Regions from separate parts of the Mus musculus genome. Here all the other regions are linked to region 3. A link is a contact called in public Hi-C and HiChIP or PLAC-seq data. All regions are on one chromosome and are shown on one strand. Each heading gives the region's core, a stretch centred on a gene start, on an enhancer-like site or on the middle of the called end of the contact. The rest is flanking DNA. Distances are from core to core; before and after follow the strand shown. Region 1 has its middle 85 kb from the start of Sh2d4a. Region 2 has its middle 120 kb from the start of Sh2d4a. Region 3 overlaps Csgalnact1 (chondroitin sulfate N-acetylgalactosaminyltransferase 1).

The links. HiChIP or PLAC-seq counts read pairs in DNA pulled down with a chosen protein or histone mark. A called contact is a pair of places that touch in the nucleus more often than the background predicts.
Region 1: a Hi-C map of adipose-derived mesenchymal stem cells shows a contact between it and region 3, with 2.9 times the contacts expected there. The contact joins two enhancer-like sites. A contact is called at or near these places in 1 of 484 Hi-C or Micro-C datasets (adipose-derived mesenchymal stem cells) and 2 of 9 other capture datasets (adipose tissue and liver).
Region 2: a contact with region 3 is called in a CTCF HiChIP or PLAC-seq map of the NIH/3T3 cell line, with 6 read pairs. The contact joins two enhancer-like sites. A contact is called at or near these places in 1 of 15 datasets of contacts at CTCF or cohesin (the NIH/3T3 cell line) and 2 of 115 datasets of contacts at active chromatin or transcription factors (the NIH/3T3 cell line and embryonic stem cells).

What each region holds. Positions count from the first base shown.
Region 1 is chr8:68,189,645-68,193,269 of GRCm38.p6, reverse strand. It overlaps a transcript of Psd3 not described here. Among named protein-coding and RNA genes, the nearest start is that of Sh2d4a, 85 kb to the left of the region's middle. Within about 2 kb of position 1,304, at least 28 of the 459 cell types and tissues checked have an H3K27ac peak or open chromatin away from gene starts, as enhancers often do. A contact at or near this core is called in adipose-derived mesenchymal stem cells, where this site is marked.
Region 2 is chr8:68,155,671-68,158,930 of GRCm38.p6, reverse strand. It overlaps a transcript of Psd3 not described here. Among named protein-coding and RNA genes, the nearest start is that of Sh2d4a, 120 kb to the left of the region's middle. Within about 2 kb of position 1,485, at least 89 of the 459 cell types and tissues checked have an H3K27ac peak or open chromatin away from gene starts, as enhancers often do. A contact at or near this core is called in the NIH/3T3 cell line, where this site is marked.
Region 3 is chr8:68,705,273-68,708,844 of GRCm38.p6, reverse strand. The region is part of intron 1 of Csgalnact1 (chondroitin sulfate N-acetylgalactosaminyltransferase 1); the gene reads left to right. Among named protein-coding and RNA genes, the nearest start is that of Csgalnact1, 28 kb to the left of the region's middle. Within about 2 kb of position 1,299, at least 30 of the 459 cell types and tissues checked have an H3K27ac peak or open chromatin away from gene starts, as enhancers often do. A contact at or near this core is called in the NIH/3T3 cell line and adipose-derived mesenchymal stem cells, where this site is marked.

The DNA of each region.
Region 1 (3,625 bases), core at 55-2,554, 520 kb after region 3:
AGGGACTACTAAGAAGTCTTTTAAATATTGACTTCTTTCTTTGCTTTTATGTTTTTTAACCATTCCTTTTTCTTTTGTTTTCTGTATAAAATGACTAGTAAACATGATATAAGGAACCTTGCTGTCTTCATAACTTGACTAGAGTAGATTTCTCCCCCTCTGCCTCTCCCTGCCCCTCCTCACCTGCTCCCCCCTCCTCCTCCCCCCTCTCGTTTTCATTCTCTCTTTCTCTGGTAGATAGTTTTAATTGTCACGTTGACCCAACCTACACTCACCTGAAGAACCTCAATGAGTTATTGTCTACTTTGGGTTGGCCTGTGGGCATGTTTGTAGGAACTATCTTAATTAATTGATATGGGAAGACCTAGCCCATTGTTGGCAGCTATCCCCTGGGCAAATCATTTTGAACTGTATATATGAACAAGCCAAACTGAGCACATAGCATGTGAATGCATATGTATCCTTTTCTCTCTGGTCCTAACTGTGGATGAGATGGGACCAGCTATTTGAAGTTACTGCCTTGACATTCTCACAATGATGTCCTAGAATTGTAAGCAAAAATAAACCCTTTTCCCCAAAAGTTGCTCTTTTTGTCAGGGTGCTTCATTATGGCAACAAACATGAAACTTCCTCTCCTCCTCTCTCTCTTACTTTTCCATATTTTTTAAGAGGGAAAGGGTTTACTCAATTTTGAATACTCAAATAAGATAACTTTTCCTACTCTTCTCCCTGAAAGATAAATGCTCTACTAACACTGCATGCAAAAATCAATAAGAAAATGTGATTTTTAAATATTATTTTCATTTTTTTGTTATGAATGAAGACTCTTCATGATAATAGAGGATATAGTATTTTGCCTCCTAGCTTTAGTAGGCACTAAATGATTAATGGTTCTAGTCTACTAATTTAATGTTGTAAAAACTGACTATGTATTTTTGCACTTGATCTTGATCCAATGACTTATCACAAATATATTTATTGTACAGAATATCTTGTGCTTGACTATAGGGTAGATTTTTTCTTATAATTTGACTACGCTTTTAAAGTTTAAAAAATAAAATAAAACAACAAAATAAGCAACAAGTGAGTAGACTAAAGACTTGGAAGGAGACCTGAGAACAGAACACATCAAAATTGCTAACAAACTGTTAGTGAAGAGGTAACGTTCCAAGCTTGACGTAGGAAATGCACAGTAAATAGCCTTTTTTCCCCTTACATTTGCAATAAGCTGCTCTCCACACAATATACAGCCTTGCTCTGGATTGACATCATGTCTAACAGTAAGTCTGATGCAATCATTTGGAGGTTGAGCAGTCATGCAGTTCTTTCCTGTCCTGGAAATGACCCAGAGAGAACTCATTATGTGATGAGATACTTCTCCAGAGACTTTCCATGGTGCACTCCTGGGGTTGTTCAGATTCCTGTACTGTGATAATGGCATTCCTCACATGTTACAGTAAGATGCTCTGATTTAACCGTGGGGTTACAGAGTAAAACTCTTTGGCAAAGATCCCATAGAATCTGGAGTTCTGGATGGCAACAGAGGACCTGGTAGAACTCAGAAATGGCCTTACAGGAGACCTCATAGAGAAGTCATGTCAGGTAAGGACCCAGGTATTGGGGCCTGTGGGGGCCAGCTCCTGGTATCTTGCTGACCTGTCCTGCTGGCCTTCCTCTTCCCGACTTCAGTGTGTCAGGATGAGGCAGAGTGGTGGTAACACATCAAGCCATGTTTCCCAATAGAAAGAAAAATGAGAGGCATGTGAAATATTGAGCCTGTTTTCTGTTTCAGAGTAATAACACATAGATCCTCTGAACTACATATTGATTAATTTAAATACACTGCCTTATCCACAAGCTCTGTTCATTGGTGTGGTGATTCCTTCAGAAAATTAGACCTAGAAATCCCTTCATTTTCCCTTTAGACTTTGAAGGAAGCAAAAACTGGGAAAGAGCCTGATGGTGAGATTCCAGAGAAGGGACTAGGTTAACTGAGAAGTGCTAAATCGTTAGAAACAAAAGGTTACTTTTATTTATCAATAATGTCGACTACAATGGAAATATGGAGGGTGAGGAAGAACTGATTTTTTTCAATGTCCTCATTATTAAAATGCCAAAAGCAGAAGCTGAGATGCACAGATTCACCACAACATCACAAAATATGTAGACTGTAGCTTTGGATGCTAGTTTTGTGCCTCCTTGGATCTATGAATGCACCTTGGGTCTATGAATGTACTCTCTTAGTGAGTTAGACAAACAGGAAAAAGGGAAACGATCTGTGAGGATGTGAGCACACTTTTCTGAGCAGAGGCCAAGGAAGCCAGATTGGACTGGTTTCCAATTTGTACCAGAAATACATAAAGTCTAATTATGTCAATGGTACCTTTGAAAAAGTAAGACAGCAATCCTATACTTTCAAAACTGTGACTAGGACATGCAAACTTGACTTTAGTTGGTATAGGTAGTATAAATGATGGCTTCCCAAAGATATGCAACAGCCTGACCAATAGAACCGTGTGTGTGTGTGTGTGTGTGTGTGTGTGTGTGTGTAAGAGAGAGAGATAGATAGACAGAGACAGAGAGACAGAGAGAGAGCATGTGTGTGTGTTCTTTGTGTATGCTCTTGTGGGGTTTTTCCTGTGTTTATTCTTGTGTGTTCTTGTGTTTGTGTCCTTGCATGTGTGTTTTTGTATGTATGTATGTTTTTGTGTGTGTATGTGCAAAAGTCAGAGGACAGCCTGAAGTGTTATCCTCAGGAAAACCATCCATCTCCTTTGAAATGAGGTCTGTCATTGGCCTGGGGCATCATCAGATGTTCTGTCTCCAATTAGCAAGTCTACCCTGTTGATCTCCATACTCACTGAAGAACTCTGTCTCCACCCATTCTGATCTAGGGTACCTCCTGTCCACTTGTAGCCAGCAGGCTATTGATGACATATCCTGGGGCTAAGAGAGGTACTGATGAAGATTGGTTCAGTGTTGTGGGTGTCAAGAAAAGAAGGAAGAATAAGTGAGTTAAGTGTATGGTGGTTCAGAGTAGAAAAAATGTAGAGCTGATGGAGATATTTTTTATGTAGAAAGTAGATTTTGAACTATTGTTCTTAGGTTCAAATGAAAATATGTCACAAAGTCATTTAATGGCTATAAATTTTCCATAATGGCATGTGATTTATCTGCATACATTTAGATTCGAAACTAATTATATTACACACAGCACGATGATGCTACTTATCCAATAAGATTGTAATAATTCTCTTGATAGTTAACCGTATGAAGCATTTGCATGCTATGATAAATATGTTACCCTCGATATTAGATAAGGATGCAGTAATTAATATTCTGCTTCACACCAGAGAGTACAAATGAATATCCAATAGACGTAGGAATGACTACCACCTGCTCACATGAGGCTCTAAGGATTAAGTACTCTGCCCTGCCACATTGAATCTCACTCATTCCACACAATTCCAGTTATTGTTAGGGCAATACTGGCCTTGTGGTCAAGCCAAAGCCATTCATGTACAAAGAAAACAACTGCCCAGCTCCCACAGTAAGCATTGCTTCTGTCTTCATAGAAGGAGAGAAGCTCAGTTCTGTCAGGTTCTCCCAACAGCCTACTCTTAGT
Region 2 (3,260 bases), core at 236-2,735, 550 kb after region 3:
AGGAAAGAGAGATTAAGGTGGGTGCTCTAGACCACCCAACCGCTGTCCATTATGCACAATAAAGCCAGAACCTGAATCATCTCCTATTACTATCAGTTTCTCCAAAATGGAGCTTCCCATGAGAGCAAGAGTCAAGCCAGTGTGTGTTCAAGGATAGGGACATCTGTATGTTGGTTCTTGTTGGCCCGTGCATTTCCAAACAACCAGCAAATGGGATGGAATGACCCCTACAGATGGTATGTTGTATGTGGCTCAATGTATGAGGAACTGAGAAAAGACTGCTAAAACAAAACACCGTGGCTTGACACTGAGTAAGCACCACCTGGAGGAAACAGAGCCTCACTTCTCACGCAGCCTCACCTGTGGCAGCATTTTACCCAGCTCCTGAATAAGTATGCCACTTCCTGAATAAGTATGCCACTTTCCACTTTACCTCTTCTGCTCAAGTATGTCTGTCTCATCCCTCCCGTATACTCACAATCTGAGCCTTGATTCAGGACGGCAAGCAGGATGGAGTAAAAGAGAGACGATGCAAAGATGACCTCCCTGCCTTTCCCAGGTGCGTTTTCAGATGTGGAAATAGCCTTGAGAATTGCAACTCATTTTAGTGGTGCACATATGTGCTCGTGTGTGTGTGTGTGTGTGTGTGTTGACAGGAAGGGGATCTGATCTTAATGATGGCTTAACCAGAGATACAGTTTTTTCTGACCTACTAATGAGGTTTCCTGAATGGAATAGTAGCAATCTCTTCTACCATGAAAGAATCCAGTCACAGAAAATTCTCTGGTGAGAATAGAAAGCCTGAACAAACATAAAACAGACACTGGCTTGATGTAGGTGTTGGAACTGAACAGGGAACAAGGAAACATGCAAAGTTTGCTGAGGGCAGTACTGTCTCTTGAGAGGAAGAAGCAAAGGAATTAACAGACCAAAACTTGGGGGCCACAGACTAATATTCCAGCTTCCAGGAGGGTTAAGGCAGGGCAGGGGGCATCAACTAAACTTGCGATTAGGGGCTAACTGAGCACAACCCACTTCTTGAAAGAAAAAAAGAACTCAGCCAAAATGGGCTGTGAGGCTATCACATTCCCAGTGAAGAGGGGGGGGTACCAAATAATCCTCAGTTTTATATTGTTTATTTACAGATAAATTATATATACATCACCAAGCACAGGGATTTACCTGAAGTGTTCAGTTATGACATTACACCCATCAATCATCATACCTGTTGATTTACTCCTTAATTATCTTCTGGTTATGGTGCTATTGGGAAGCAGAGTAACAAACATGGCTAAAATGATGATATGAAGGTGGGCAAGGGAAGAAGGAGAGGACTGGGAAACCTCAAGAACTAACTACATTCTGCAGTGAAGCTTAGAGAACAAAAACCTTTTATAGGTTGGGGCTCTCTGTGCCTTGTGTGCTTGCTAAATAGGAGAGTGGTTGCAGACTTATCCCCATGTGGTATTTTCATAAGCAGATTTAGGGTGTTGATGGGTTGAGTCAGTGAATGAGTCACACCCCACTCCACCCAGAAATAAAGCCACAATGGAGTGTTTCAGAAGACAGGTGTGAGTCATGCTGGAGCATTGATCCATATGTGACATCACCACTACAGCCTGTTATGGGGCCACAGAGTGGTTGAAAAAGTAGCAGTTTCATCTGCACTCAATTGAGATCTGTTACGTTAATCATAGCAAGGCCAACATCTGCTGCTTGCTTTTTGGCTTACCAGTAATCGTGAAAACGAATGTGGAAGGCTTTGGTAATAAAACTTTGATTATAGAAAGCTGGGTTCTGATTAAATTTTGTTTAGCATGTGTTTGGGACACCAGTGCTTTATGGGGGTTCTCAGACTTGGCAATTACAGTAAGAGTTATAACAGCAAATATCCTTTTAAGAAGCTTCTTATGATTCGTCATAATATATTCATACATATGTATAAACAGTGTGTGCTTATATACACAAAACTGTTCACTGCAGTATATTTCTTGAAATAATAAATATCCCATAATGGATGGCCAATTGTTGGGTATTATTTAATTAGACTATACTCTACCTGTATGATAAGATGTGCAGAACTCTGAACATATATATATGAAATGAAAGAAAGTAAAGAGTGAATAAAAATGAATGGAAGAAAACAGTGTTACAAATGAGTATATATAGCTGGATATTTTTGTGGCTTAAATATGAATGGCCCCCATAGGTTCCTACATTGGAAATCAGTTCCCAAGTTTGTGAACTCTCTCTCTCTCTCTCTCTCTCTCTCTCTCTCTCTCTCTCTCTCTCTCTCTCTCTCACCCCACCCCCATATCTGTGTCTGTGTGTGCCTCATGATTGTAGATCAAGATATGAGCTCTCATACATTCCTTTGTTCCACCAGCATAGACTCTGTCCCTCTAAAATATTAAATCAAACCGAATGCTTCCATTTGTAAGTTGCCTTGCTCATAATATTTTATCACAGTAATAGAAAGCTATGACAGACACTTTGAGTAAAAAGAACACATGGGCTGGCAAGCTGGCTCAGTGAGTAAAGGTACAAGCTACCAAGCCTGATGACATGAGGTTAATACGCAAGGCCCACAAGGTGAAAGGATACAGCTGATTTCTGCATGCTGTTCTCTGACCTCCACACCCAAGCTGTGGCATGAATGTGTCCAACACAACAAATAAATAAAAGTAAAAAAACCTTTTAAATATTTTTTATAAATATATAGATGTATTTATATTAAGTTTTACACAGAAATTTTGAAAATTGGGCATAGTATTTTGAAAATCAAGGGCTTGAGGCAATGTAGTCAAAAAGTAAGAACTGGTTTGTTAAAGTTATCTTTGGGCTTAATGTGACTTTTAAAGTATGCTAAGCCCTAAAGAAGAGTGCATAAATTCATTCAAGTGTTCAGAGATCAAGTCAATCACATCACTACTTACTGCAAATCTTCTAAAATGATTCCAAGTTTCCATGGATAAGGATTCGAGTGCCCTGAAGCAATTTTGTTGTTAATGTTTTTAGACTGCCATGTTTTCTCCTTAACACCATTTTCAAAGAGTTTGGAGGCATTCTTTCCCTAGATATGTCCTCTCTTAATTCAGACACTCATTGATCTAATCATAAAAGGAAGCCATTAGAGGTACCCTGTGCCAGATATTACTCATGCTTGATGAATTGCACACCCAAGGGAATGGGAAAAGCACATCTATAAAGATAGAATGTAATTCACATTGATTAAAACAGCATGTGCCAGGCAGTGCTTT
Region 3 (3,572 bases), core at 50-2,549:
AAGCCGACTGGCCACTGAAACCTGTGACATAATTTATAAAGCCACCAGATTATGCTGCCACCTGATCACAGTTGCCAAAAATAGTTTGTGTGTGTTTTTGATCTTTCATTCCAGGTTTGTTATAAAGCTATGAACCTTAATACTATTTTACGTGCTTATTCTTTTAACAAACATATTCACACACATGCTCACACAGTTGCACACAGACTCACACCATGCACACTTTCACACACATTCACACTCCCCCCCACATGGATGCACACACTCACATTCACGTGCACCCACACAAATGTTGAGCAGCTATTGTGAGATAAGTCCTTGCGGGTGCTGGGAAGATGCCTCATAAAGGCACAGCTGATTTTTATTTAAATTTTCAGTCATTGGAGAAGACTTAATATCAAGTGAAAGGTCAATTACTAGCAAGTCAGAGTTTGTTTGTGTACTCTTGTCTTCGAGATGGTTTCTGAATTCAGCCACTGAGGCTGGAATGTGTTTTATGGCAGCTGATAAATGAAGTTTACCATAGCTGACATTTATTGATTTTAAATGGATGTATTTTGTTGCAGGAATTCTGTTAAGAACTCTTCACCTCCTGCAGATAACAGGAAATTAAAAATAGCATTTTTGGGTGCAGATTTTTCTTGTTAGTTAACATCCATCAAAGACAGTTCGAGGAATACAATTAAGCATTACACTAATATACCTGACACCATACCAGTTTCAGCACATTAATTTTAGAAAAAGGAGAGAACTGAATCAAGCCAGTAGATCCAGAATGTGGTGTGCACTTACATTGCCTGATTCTTTTAACTCTGAAAACTTAGAATTGATTGCAAGAAAACATCTGGTGAATAACGTATTTCCAGAAACAGTCTTGTTTTCTATGTACTGTCTATACAACATGCTGATCAAAACCCCAATACTAGACCTAACTAAGATGCCAGAATGGGGTTTCAGTACAGCCTGCCCACTCAGTTATTCCTTGGATCAGCATTTTAATTTATTTCCTATACGCATCATTTTGTAGACATGCAATACCGAAAGAGGCCAGAAGAGGGCATTGGATCACCTGGAACTGGAATTATAGATGATTGTGAGCCACCTAGTGTGTGCTTGGAATTGAATCCAGGTCCTTGTGAAGAGCAGCCAGGGTTTTTAACTGCTGAGTCATGTCTTAAATCTGCCACCCATTATTTTTTTTAAGGGCTCTTAACCACACTCCCATGAGACCTTCCCCACTGTCTTCTGGAGGAGACCTATCTAATCCTGTAGGATTTCTGCCAGGATTAGTTCTCCATTCCCAATGCATCGAGTCATCCTTGCTTCTTTTCTCTGGACATTTATGAGCTGTCCTGGTGGCACATGGAATGCAGGACTGGAGAAAAACTAGCTTCAATCTGCCTGGTGCACAATGGCTTAGGGTTGAGGAAGTAACTCAGCCTGTTCTAGTTGCAGTCTGGTTTGCAAGATTTCTCAGTGGCTAGACACTGGAGAATTACATCAGCGTTACTAGGTAGTTAAACACCAGGACAGTTTTAAAGCACACTTGGTTCTAGAAAGACATTCAGGGACCATTAGGGATCACTTTGTTCTAGCTCTGGGATTTGGTTAACTGTTTGGTTCACTAGGGAACACCCCAGGCTTTGCATGCATGAACAGACAGCACACAGCTCAACGCATGACCTACTTATTCCTGCCTGTGAGTTCACCTTAGACAGTTTACTTGTTTTGTTCTTTGAGATGATGTTTTTAAAAGGCCATTCCAGAATAGATGCTTGCTTAAATATTATGATTCTGATCTTAGCACACACAGGTTTAACCAAACAGAATGTATTCAGTCACCCAGTGTAAGCAGTTTCTTTATTGGCAGCTTGACTGGATGCATGCAGGTGTGCAAATTCTGTGAGCAGCTGCATTTTTAACCCCTTAAGCCCCTTGGTACTTGAAATCTCTTTAGCATCCCAGGTGCCTGTGCCTGAACACTCCAGGAGACAAGAAGTGCACTATTTTATAAGTCAGGTCTTTCAGAGTCTGGACGGCTCAACTCAGAAGCATTCCCTATGATTTTTGTTGCTTCCCCAAGTTAATCTTAAATTCTATCCCCAAGAGAACTCAGCAGCAATGAAATGAACAAGGACAAGGTAACAATTCCAACCAAAACATTGTCCTCAAATGTTCATGCAGTCATGTAAGAAGTAAGCAATCAAATGAATAACTACAGACTAGAGTGAGCCCAGAGCCCCCTGAGCTCTGTGTTCTCTAACTTCCTTGGCTTATTATAGCTAAAGGCCTTGCTTTTCACATGATGTCACCTGCTGTCTCTGCCACAGTGGTAGATTTCAAAGGACACACAGCAAGTCATATTTAACTGGCTTATATTGTTGTGGAAATATCCATGGGATGTCTTGTGAGAGGAAATGAGAGAGCATTGTATTCATTGCCTTTGGGAAGTCTATCAGCTAAAACCAAACCAAACCAATGGAGAAGCAGCTCAAAGAAAATTATCATTTTCTTTGGAGATTTTGTTTTAGGAATATATTCTGTAGTTTATGGCTCTTTAGCAATCAGTCTGCTTGCTTGAAGGTGACTGTGGTTTGCTTCCATTGCGTTTCATCTCACCTTGAATCTCCAGGATGCTTACTGGTGAGCAAGTTAAGTCCTCTAGGAGTGAGGAAAGGGTCGGTTTTTTTTTTTCTTCTTATAGAGCTGAAATACACACCTACAAGCATTGTAGAACTTTTGGTAAAAATTCTAAGAAAGTATTAACACTCCAGAAATGAATTAACAAGCCACCTTTTTATGCAGCTGTGACGTGCCCCTTAAGTGAATGAATAGTACTTTATTCTACTAAGGCACAGATCGTTGGCTGAACTGTGGAACGAGCATGTGGCTCCTAAATCAATGAGGGGTGTGTGTGTGTATGTGTGTGCTTAGATTAGAATGAGCCTGTGCAAATAAGATTAAAAGTCAGACCTAAACCCACAGAACCTGAGACAGGATGAAGCTCTGTCTTTAGCTCCCAGCAGCAAGTGTGAGGACATCTTTGAGTTTGTCAGACACTTCATTCTAATGACTCCATCCATAGCAGCAGCAGCAGCAGCAGCAGCAGCAGCAGCAGCAGCACAAGCCTCTGTTTGTAGCCTCGGATCTCACTCACTGCTTGACTTTAGGGCTGACCTGAGTGTGTATTCATGGTTTCCCAGTAGCTGAACTATGATTATAAAAAGTGAGAGATCTTTTGAAATAAGCCAGAAATTATTCCAGGGCTTCCCGCTGCCAGGGATAATGAATATTTCCCACAGACCCACCTTTGAATTCTTGTGGGCCGCCTTGTGGGATGGATGGTGCTCAGTTTTACCATCGAGGAAACTGAGGCAATGAATGGCTAAATCACTCGTCCAGGTGATGAATCTGCGAAGCACTGGCGTGCAGATTTGAGAACCAGTGCCTGGTACCTAAGTGTGGGCTCTTAAGCAACATCCATTCTTTTTATTACAACGAAGCCAAGGTGTTACAACATAGAGACTCTACACAGTTTTAGAGTCTTAAGGAAGTACACATCAATTTCCCTT